Regions from separate parts of the Gossypium hirsutum genome. Here region 2 is linked to region 1. The links are chromatin contacts, called in public Hi-C maps. All regions are on one chromosome and are shown on one strand. Each heading gives the region's core, a stretch centred on a gene start, on an enhancer-like site or on the middle of the called end of the contact. The rest is flanking DNA. Distances are from core to core; before and after follow the strand shown. Region 1 holds the start of LOC107954683 (E3 ubiquitin-protein ligase RNF4). Region 2 holds the start of LOC107954673 (galacturonosyltransferase 8).

Region 1 (6,008 bases), core at 1,935-4,434:
AAATTGCTGCCCTGCTATTAAATCAAACTCTAAAAGAGAAGTAACTGGGACTCACTGAAAGAAGCATGAACAATGCAATTCAATATGAAAAAGGGGATTTGTGCTTGTCGAGGATTCAATATCAAACAGAGTCATATTTGAAAGTAGACATCCATTTCAAAACTGCCTAACAAACAATAGGATCTCCATTTTTCACTCTTTAGCTATTTAAACAGGAAATATGTAACAAAAAAGGGAACAAAATAATCTGTATCTAAATCTGGGTCTATAGGCTCTTATTCATTGATTTTCAGAAACATGAACATATTCCAGTATATTAAACCAAAACACTAGATGGAATCCATAATAAGAAATTCTTTTCGACCATTCCTAGTCAAACGAACCGGTCAACCTAAATCCTCCATGATGTAAGAAGTAGTAATATTATGAACAATGAAAGTCAAAGAAAAAAAAATAGCAGAGAAATGAATCTGTGACCAAAATTAAATAACAAAAAAGATTAAATCTTTAAGTCCTTGACACTTGATCAAGTTTTCATTTAATTACCACACAACTTAATCTCCAAAAAAAAAGATAATAATAATAAACCCTGAAAAATTATTGATAGGATTTTTGCAAGTTAATCATAACGGGAAGTATGAAAACTGAAAATAAGAGAGAAAGAGAGAGAGAGAGAGGGCTTACAGATCCAGAGAGAGTGAAGAAAAAACAGTGAATATAAAATAAAAGAAAAAAAAATCTGGAGAGAGTTACAGAACCAAAAAAGAAAGATTTAAGTTAAACCAAAAAACAAAGTATAAATTTAGAGCTGCAAACATTAAAGCAGTTTGAGAGCAAAAGAGAGTTAGAAATTGGTTTACCTTTCAGTTGCAGTAAACTTGGAAACCCACCAAATGAGAGCAAGCGAAAGAGTGACAGAGAGAAAAAGAAAAGAAAAGGTTGAGAAGGCCAAGCGTAAATTGTGTTGAAAAGGTTGAGAAGGCCAAGCGAAAGAGTGACAGAGAGACAGAAGGAGTAAATCTGCAGAAACCGCAAGCTAGAAGGAAGAAACAGAAGACGGAAAGGGGAAGCGTCGATCGGGAGGGAGGGTAAAACAGGGTATAAAAGTGAAGCATGACCTAAACAAGGGATTAGAAATCGGTGAATTTTAGGGATTAGGTCTGTAATGTAATAGACCCGTGTTAGCTAATACAGTGAACCAAACAAAGGATTAAAGTGGAATTAAGTGGGGCCCACAGAATAGGGGTGTAATGGCTATGCCAATACATCTAACCAAACATGGTGTAATTCTAATGGTAAAAGAAATTTTTGTTATATGTATAGTGTCCTTGTAATGACCCAATTTCAAGGTTATTGGAATAGTAGTTTTGTAACCACAAATCTGATTTAAAGAAAAATCTATTTTAATATTTTTGCATGAATATTGACATGATAGGAAAATCCCATTTCACTAAAAAAAGGAATTGAACAAAAAAGTCAAAACCCGCGTAATGGGCTTTGACTTTGTGACAAAAAAGGAATTGTCGAAAAACAAGTTATGTGAATAATTATTATTGTTTGACATTACTAATGAGTAAACCTCTAGCAACAAGATAAAAAGTAAAATTTTCTTTTGTGAAATGAAATTCGAATTTAGAGAGACAAATAAAACAAATTTTATCTTCCTCCATTGCATATGTATATATAATTTAAATAGAGAAAAAATAGAATAGAAATATAGAGTTTTGCATCTTTCTATATCTCCCGAAAATTCTATTTTTACTAATAATCCTTGTTCTTGGATCGGATTCTAACGAATCGAATCTTTCGACAATTTGTAATAAATTTTTTCTTTAATAAATTCAAAAATTCAAATTAGAAGACAAGAACAATAGAATAATAAGAAAAGTAAGAATAAAGTAAGATAAAAAATACAAATGTGAGTGAAAAAAGAATCTAACTCGAAACTCAAGAACAAAACCACTAACATTTAACCATCTAACTAGAAGCTAATTATATAAAAAAAGTAAAAAAAAATGCAATTTAAAGGGAAAGCGCATCCAGTTGGAGGCACTTTCACACATTCTCTAAAAACGGTCTATTTCCTTAAATTTTCAAAATATCGACCTATTTAGTCAATTAATTTTTTTTGGTATATATAGCCTATTTAGCCTAAATTTTTATTTTTATTTATAAAAACACTGACAAAATCATATATCTTACTTTGCAAATAACATAATCTTTTATAATTCTTTACAAATAATATAGATATAAAAAGGTCTAAATGATCCTCCTTCTATTGACGCATGGCACATCATGGTACTCTCAAACTTTTTTTACATCATAAATTAGTGGTTAAAATTTTAATTCTTTTGTTATGCTTAAATTTGTGATTTAATATTTATATTTTAATTCTAACACAAATTGATCTTTATATTTTTATAATATTATTAATTAATTAAAATAGTTAATATTTTTATTTTTTATTAAAATATTACTTTGTTATATATAATTTAAATGTCTTAAAACTCTTAGAGATTGATAGAGTGGCTTCCCATTTCTTTTGAGTTTGTCTTTGTTTTCTTTTTTACATTATAAGATAATAGTCTCTATATTATACTGAAATGTGAGATTTAATATATACATGCTTTAATTTTTTATATAATTTGCTTCCTTTATTTTATAATATAATTAGTTAGGCTAAACAGTTAATATCGTTAATTATGTCAATCAAATGTTGATGTCAATTTTTCTTATGAACACAACAACAACCAAGAATATTTTATCATGACAAATTCAAATGAATAATTTTAAGGAAAAAAATTTTAGTTACTATTTTCAACATTATGGTTATTATTGCATAATTATCAAGTGAATATATATTTTTAATTTTAAGATTTTACTCTAATAAATTTAATAAAAAATTTAATAATCATAATAACTAAATTAAATTTTTAAATTCAAAAAATATAAAAATTAAATTCCTAAAAATTAAAATAAGAAATAAATTATAAATGTATAAAAAATATAAAATTTTTATATTTTTATTCCATGGTTTCACATAAACATAATTAAGCCACTTGCTAAGAATGAGAATCTAGCATGAATCTAACTTTTAAAAATGAACTAATTTTTAAAATAGCCACGTGGTGCATATGTGAGTCACCACGTGACAGGTATTAGAATTCGAGAGATCAAGCCACGTGGAAACCAAGATTTCCTGGTTTGTGACCAGCAGTTCCTTTCCATTCCCTCGCACTAAATTCTTTTGCCTGTTTAAAAACCCTAAATTCACAAGATTTTCATAAGGTTTTCCACCTTCCCTCATCTCCCTCCCTCCCTTCCAAATCCTAATTTTCTTTTTCCTTCCAATTATTCTTTTTTTTTCTTTTGGGAATTTTTTGAATTCGAAAATTGATTCCATTTTTCCATGATTTCAAGGTATTTTTTTAAATCTCTCATACTTTCTCTTGTTAATTTCTTTTATTCTTTTTTCAATTCGTTTTAATCAATGCGGTGATCTGGTTGATGTTCAATTGCTGAGATTTGAGATATTTTTATTACATTTTTTTTTCTAATCTTGATGTGTTCTTAAATTAAATTTGATTAAATTTCTTAAAGTTCATTTTTTATTTGATTATCAGTTTATTATAATTGATTGGTTGCGGGTTTTTATCTGCCGATCGGTTCTAGTTCGAATGTTGACTAATTAAAAAAAAAATGATTTTATGTCGAGTGGTTGTTCATTATCCCGTACTTCTTTAAATAAATTAATTTAATCAACAATATCAAGCTGGAAATATGGAAATCAGTTGTTCACTCATTTGGTGCTGTTTGGATCATTAAGGAAGCAAGCTTGAGAAAGAAAAAAAACATATCTTTTTTGCTAAAATATTATTCAAATTACTATTTGCATATTACTCTTTCATTTTTTTCAAATTAAGAGTTTAGAAGAATTAAGTGTCTGTCTGCTCATTTTCTGGATCTTTTTGAGTTCTAAATCATGAGTTTTTTTCGTAACTGTCGAGATTGAATCAAGTATTTGTGAGTTTCTTATACTTTTCAAATGTTATTTTTCTCGTGCTTCAATCAGGTGAAAGAATTTATTGGTTTTAGTGAAAACTTGATGTTGAAGTTCAAGGTGATTGTTTTTAGGTATTGTTGAGGCTGCATATTTGAATAGCACTTAGGAAAAATATTAAGCCGAACATGAGCACAATAGAAGTGAGGGGGCCTTCTGTTAGAGGGTATCGACGAAGGAAGGCACTCCTGGATCTCAATGTTCCTCCCACTGAAATCAGGGAACAGGAGGGTACTTCGCAGCAGGCTGGATCTGAGCAACTGACTACTCAACCCGTACAGCCTCCACCATCTGCAACTATTGATGTTGAAGCTATTGATGTTGAAGCTATTGATGATGATGTAATTGAATCTTCCGCTATAGCATTCGCAGCGGTATGCAGTTCTTGTTCAATAGTATTTTGTTTTCACATTAACTGTACATTAAACTTGTCTTTATGGATTCATTTGCATGATGGTGATGTAATTGAATCTTCCGCTATAGCATTCGCAGCGGTATGCAGTTCTTGTTCAATAGTATTTTGTTTTCACATTAACTGTACATTAAACTTGTCTTTATGGATTCATTTGCATTATGTAGACTGTTATTAATTTTCTTGGGGTTTTATGTCAGGCTAAAAACAATTCTAGGAGAAGCCGTGGAAGGACTGTTGTTGACGTAGATTCAGGTAGCTAAATTTATTAGGGAAGGGTGTGGCTAATATTTTCTTTTTCGTCATCTGCTACCTGCATTGCCGTAAGCATGTTGCATAAAAGAACCTTGTTCTATATATCTGCTCGACGTCAAAAGATTCCATTTTAGTTATATTATTGACGCCATAATAATTTGATTTCTGACATGATTTAGGTGATTAATTATTTTTATGAGTTAGAGGGTCCTTAGGGAAACTTAAGACCACCCTTTAACTTGTTGATCATAAGGGATTTTCGTGTGGTTTTTTTGGGTGATAAAATACCAAATAATAATAATAATAATAATAAAATAAAAGATTAATAGGAATACGGAAGGAACCTGGATGAATTCTCTTCAGAAATGACAATTACAAGCAAAGCAATCACAATCTATTTACCAAACATGTCTTTAATCCAAGTGGAAATCTATTTGACATCATGTGCCTCATAACTCATTAGAAGAAACCGATCAATTTTTTCTTTATATACTTCTGAGAATTGTATTAAAACTTTGTTTCGTATGTCCTCGAGTTCTCAGAACATATTTTTGGTGTGATTGCTTTAGATTTAGAACTATATACTACTAATTTTTGATAACTTTATAGTCTATATTAGTTTGTTAAGGGGATTATAGAATATACACATGTCTCTGAGCTGTTTGCCCTTAATCGGGGCCTGTGAAGTGGGTTGTACTGTTTACTGATGGCTCAAGCACTAGAATAAAACAGACCTTTTCCTCAAGTGAGGTAAATGTTATTTCGCAGCGAACTGATCTACTCCAATTTTATGTTTCTTGTGTCACTGGATAGGTCAACCAACTTAGAGACTGGTGGTTCTTTATTTACTTTATTTATTCTTTTGTAGTTGAAGTGTTGGACCCTAGATTACTAGGTATTTGAAGTTGTTGCAGCTCACATCTCTCTCCTTCCAGGGCGGCCTGCTCGGTCAACTAATAATAACCTGAACAGGTGCAGGAGACTTCCTCCGACCCCAGTAGTTATCAATTGTGATCGGTATATCAATTTGGAGAGTTCACCGCAGTCTATGGTAAGAACTTATTTCTTAGTGCTTACAAAAGATGCAAGGCAGATTTTTTCAAGGATAGGGTGTACATATGTTTCTAGTCATCAGATCTAAGACATTTTGACTGGACATCTCCCAACTTTTTGTCCATTCACATGTTCTCATGCAGTGGCACCTCTGGCTTTTTGTTGAAGTTATGAATAAAAGTCACTAACTAATTGATTGGCAGGTCAAGGAAATTACAAAGCCCCAGT
Region 2 (5,367 bases), core at 1,369-3,868, 260 kb after region 1:
GGTCTAATTTCAACCTGTGAAGATGCTGGACAAAAGTATTGGGAACAATAGTTTGCCATCGATCATTACACAAGGAACGATCCAATCTATGAAAAAGATTATCCCTATTCCAAGTGAACATGGTACCTTGAAAGCCCAAATAATTTAAGCTAAGACGAAAAACAAAAGAGTTGAATCGGCTACAACCTACATTACGAGATTCAACCCCACCTTGTCGTTCATTGTACCATAAAATGGCGTTAAAATCTCCTGCCATCAACCATGGCTCCACAACATTGATGGCTACTATTTCCAACTCCTCCCACATATATTCCCTCATGCTCTTTTGTGGCTTACCATAAACCGCAGTGCATAAGAAAGGCATTTGGCCTTGAGTATCCCATATCCGCACATGCACAAATTGAGGGTGAACCCTCAGCACATCGACTTCAGTCTTATCATCCCATAAAACCCAAATTCCTCTTGCAAACCCTGTAGCTTCAACCCTAAAAGAATTATTGAATCTTAATTTTGTAATGGTCGAATCAACCTTGCTACCACTGATTCTTGTTTTGAAAAGAGCAACAAGACTAGAATGAAATTCCTTTCTGTACTTATTCCAAAAATTACGAAACCGAGGATGACCACACCCTTGGTAGTTCGAAAAACAAGGTACGAAAATTAGGAAACATTAGCACAATTAACAAAAGGCTACTATAGACACTAACTAGGATTCATTCCGAATTAGCATAAACCAGAGTTTCATTATCCGACCCTTGTAACATCGAGATTCCACCTACCATAGATGTGTCATTCTCAACCTCCTGACATAAGCCCTTAATTAAGGCATCAATAGCCCAGTCGATCGGAAGAGCAGATAACTCCCCCTATGATATACCCCTTGGTATTTTTCCCATATCAGCGCTTAACCCTTCTATCTCAGCCGTTGGCCGCTCACTGAACACCTCCCCATTGTCTCCCTTCGAGACTGTGTTGGGAAATCGTTCCATCTCTCTCTTTCCCAAAGAAATCCCTTTGTTTTTCATTAACCTTACGACCAGATTTCTCCTTTGTCTAAATCATGGCTAATCGCTTGAAATCTGATTAGATCAGAACCATTATTAAAAATTTTCAGACCCATTTTTGATCCATCGTTGAATGGGTTATCTACCTACCTAGATTAGGGCCCTTGGTTGTTAGTTGGTTTTAAAACATTTGAATTAGTTTTCGGCCCATTCACTAAAACAATAGCTTTACCTTTGTTCTTTGATGACTTTTTCTTCAACACTTTATATTTGATTTGGAGGTTAGACAATAGTTTCCCCCTAGCTGGCAAAACCTTTCCCAAAATTGCCCCATCAGATCCCTTAATTCCAGTGCTACCATTTAAAGCAGTACATTTGATCCCTTCAACCTCATCGTAATTTTTGCTCAGAACGCTGAACCTTGATCCTTCGGCCCTCGCATCAATGCTGTCGACAATTTCCTTCGTTGCCGTCAAGGGCCTCCGTCGTGATTTGCGTTCCACCAGCATCTATGTCCCAAATTGATCCTCTTTGTCACTACCATGTGCTATAGCATCTTTGTTGGAGCTCCTATCCGTAATCCCTCCTTGAGCCACTGTATCATTGTCGAGATTCTCAACCGTAACCCCTTCAGTTGTTTCTCCTTTCTCAAGCCTATGCAGACATGCATCACAAGAGTGTCCGAATCTCCCACACCCGAAGCACACCAAAGACATAGATTCCTATTCCACACGTTGAACTATTCGTCCATTTGCAATTTTGAAACGAGCAATTTCCCAAGGTCAATATAAACCGCAAGTCTCGCAAACTACCTCATAGACTTATTGTCGGTATTGCGGGCTATCTTTGCAACCGGGCCAATTATGCTTCCAATGAATTTTAGAAGGCTTATCGTGTACATGCCCTCCGGCAGCCGAAGCAATTTGATCCAAACCAACAAACTAGTGGGAAACTCTTGATCTGTTGTGAACGAAGGTGCCCACGGCCTTACAGTGAGATATTGGCCAAAAATTGTCCAAGGACCTCCCGACACCGCATGAAGGTATTCATCATCATCCTGAAAATTAACCAAAAAATAATCGTTCTCTAAGTCAATAACTTGTAATGACTGCTTAGTTTTCCAAATAGCTTGCAATCTATTGGTCATGGTAATGTATGAAATTTTCCTTCCCAACAATTTGACGACCATAGTCCGGACCATGCACTTCGCAATAAATTGATAAACTTGTTCGGAGAAAGTGACGGAAGGGATGCAATCAACGATTTTTTTTTTGCATCACCCTCAAGTAACTCGAAGTCTTCTTCATTCTACAGATTAATCCTTTCAACTGTGGTAACTAAAAGCTTATTTTTCCATGACACCGTTTGAACATCATTCGAGACCACTTTCATACTTTTGTCGTTAACAATAGGATTGTCCGGATTCGGTGGATCCTCCGACCTCCACCTAACCTTTTTTGCGGATCTCCTACCATTGTCTCCCACTGAAGCTGTATCACCCTTCCCAGATTCCATTTCAATTTGAGCTGATTTACCCGTTATTAAGAAACACGAAAAATCTAATAAGCAATTGAAATTGATAAGTAAATGAAAAAACTTAGGGAGTGACAGTCAGACGGGATTCCGCGTTTCCTGCTAGCCAGATTCCAAGTGGCAGCTATCACTCAAATTAGCTAAACGAAAATCACAGCCGTTGATCTCCCCCGTACATTTTCTAATTGATCTCTCTCTCTCCATCTAGGTAAAAAGAAATGAAAAACACACACACACACTCACACTCGCAAACAATTAAAGAGTGAGCGACTGCCACTGCCATACCACCATCACCAAATTCGTTATCCTCTCAACTTTCCTTATCATTATCCTTTTGTTTCTGTTTTTCATTTCGATGCGCCGGTGATTGATCTGAAAGATGGCAAATCACCAACGTACATCAAGAATCGGCGTCGGCGGCGGAGGCCCAATGTTTGGAGGTTTTGGCTTTACTGTTAGACTATTGGCTTCTGCCATTACTGTTGCACTCTGTTTCTTCTTTCTTCTTTCTTTTTTCTTCACTTCCCACTCTCATTCTCCTCATCTCCAAACCAACTTTGTAAGTCCTAACTAACTAACTTTATTGGCTCGACATTTAATTTCACTCTTTTTCGATTCTAAGATCAATTAAAAGATGAGAAATGCACATTTCCAGGGTGACTGATTAAACGACGTTGTTTTTTCTTCTATTTCTTTTGGTGTTTTTAGGGTTTCTCCACTGGAATTGGATCCACAAGGAGGTCCGTTTTGGCACTCAAATCCGATCCGCTCAAGCCCCGGCTGGACCAGATCCGGAAACAAGCCGACGACCACCGCTCTCTTGTCCTCGCCTACGCCTCCTACGCTCGAAAGCTAAAGCTCGAAAACTCGAAGATCGTTAGGGTTTTTGCTGATCTATCTCGAAACTACTCGGATCTCATTAGCAAACCATCCTATCAGGCTCTCTTCGAAACCGATTCGCTCTCCATCGACGAGCCCTTGCTACGACAGTTCGAGAAAGAAGTCAAAGAGCGAATCAAAGCCACGCGCCAAATGATCTCGGAAGCCAAGGAATCTTTCGATAACCAGTTGAAGATCCAGAAACTAAAAGACACCATCTTTGCTGTCAACGAGCAACTGACCAAAGCCAAAAAGCAAGGCGCATTTTCCAGCCTTATCGCCGCTAAATCGATCCCAAAAAGCTTACATTGTTTGGCAATGAGGTTGATGGAGGAACGAATCTCGCATCCGGACAAATATACAGATGAAGGGAAACCAATGCCTCCGGAATTCGAGGATCCGAAGCTTTACCATTACGCTATCTTTTCTGATAACGTTCTTGCTGCATCCGTGGTGGTGAATTCAGCCACGAAGAACGCGAAAGAGCCATGGAAACATGTTTTCCATGTGGTGACGGACAAGATGAATCTTGGGGCAATGCAGGTTATGTTCAAATTGAAAGATTATAATGGAGCTCATATTGAAGTGAAGGCGGTAGAGGATTATAAGTTTTTGAATTCATCCTATGTTCCAGTGTTAAGACAGTTAGAATCGGCTAATCTGCAGAAGTTTTATTTTGAGAACACGCTGGAGAATGCCACGAAAGATACGACTAACATGAAGTTTAGGAACCCCAAGTATTTATCAATCTTGAATCATTTGAGGTTTTATTTACCGGAGATGTACCCCAAGTTGCATAGGATATTGTTTTTGGATGATGATATTGTGGTGCAGAAGGATTTGACTGGGTTGTGGAAGATTGATATGGATGGGAAAGTGAATGGGGCAGTAGAGACTTGTTTTGGGTCTTTCCATCGGTATGCACAGTATATGAATTTCTCGCATCCATTGATTAAGCAAAAGTTTAACCCCAAAGCCTGTGCTTGGGCTTATGGCATGAATTTCTTTGATTTGGATGCTTGGAGGAGGGAAAAGTGTACTGAGGAGTATCATTACTGGCAGAATCTGGTAAGCTTCGAGCGACACTCTTTTGTTTTTCTGATTGCTTTATTATGCCTTGTAGCATCTCTCATGCTACTTTTGGTGCTTGATTTATGCTATTAGATAATGCAGCTTGTTCCATAGTCTAGATTGAGTAAACCGTTGCTGAACTAAAGTATATTATTTTGACTTTGTTGAAACTGCTATAGCAGCTATTAATACGCCAAAGTTTAATGTGGAAATGCTAGCAGCTTCTGGTTTTAATAGTTTGATGTTGTTGTTTGTTTTTATCACTACTATTATTGGGCCATAGTAGATGAGGTTATGACTAATTAGCTTCATATTCCCTTGGTTTTGCTTGCAGAATGAGAATAGGACTCTATGGAAATTGGGAACATTGCCCCCTGGTTTGATCACATTTTACTCCACGACGAAACCGTTAGACAAGTCATGGCACGTTCTTGGACTCGGCTATAATCCAAGCATTAGCATGGATGAGATCCGCAATGCCGCGGTGGTGCACTTCAATGGGAATATGAAGCCGTGGCTAGATATTGCCATGAATCAGTTCAAGCCTCTTTGGAGTAAGTATGTTGACTTTGATTTGGAGTTCGTCCAAGCCTGCAATTTCGGTGTCTAAATAAAAAAAAAAAGGATCACCAGCTACAAAAGAGCTTGTTTAACAAGAAGTTCAATCTCACCTTAAGCAAACTATTGTTATTCTGCGTGGAAGGAAATTAGCCTCTACTGTACTCCAGTGTAGCGTGGCATAGCATAGTTATATTAATTTTAGAATGCTTGCTTTTAGTTTGTTCATACAGGTGTTGCAATTAAAATTATTAAGCTGATATTCAACTGTTAAATTATTCTGTAATCATAATGTTCCAAGTTGTTAGTCGTCTAAAATGCA

The links. Hi-C and Micro-C count contacts between places; a contact is called where the count stands out from the background.
Region 2: a contact with region 1 is called in a Hi-C map of hypocotyl, with 6 times the contacts expected there. The contact joins the promoter of LOC107954673 here to the promoter of LOC107954683 in region 1. A contact is called at or near these places in 11 of 34 Hi-C or Micro-C datasets (anther, callus, hypocotyl and 2 more).

The regions. Positions count from the first base shown.
Region 1 is chrD07:31,175,886-31,181,893 of Gossypium_hirsutum_v2.1, forward strand. It overlaps LOC107954683 (E3 ubiquitin-protein ligase RNF4), which reads left to right and starts at 3,185. Exons shown (of 5, transcript XM_016890311.2): 1 at 3,185-3,420; 2 at 4,073-4,434; 3 at 4,673-4,727; 4 at 5,663-5,778; 5 at 5,984-6,008. The coding sequence starts at 4,189. LOC121219053 reads right to left here and starts at 1,178. Exons shown (of 5, transcript XM_041096532.1): 1 at 861-1,178.
Region 2 is chrD07:31,439,368-31,444,734 of Gossypium_hirsutum_v2.1, forward strand. It overlaps LOC107954673 (galacturonosyltransferase 8), which reads left to right and starts at 2,619. Exons shown (of 3, transcript XM_016890300.2): 1 at 2,619-3,096; 2 at 3,246-4,484; 3 at 4,822-5,363. The coding sequence starts at 2,917. The coding sequence ends at 5,097.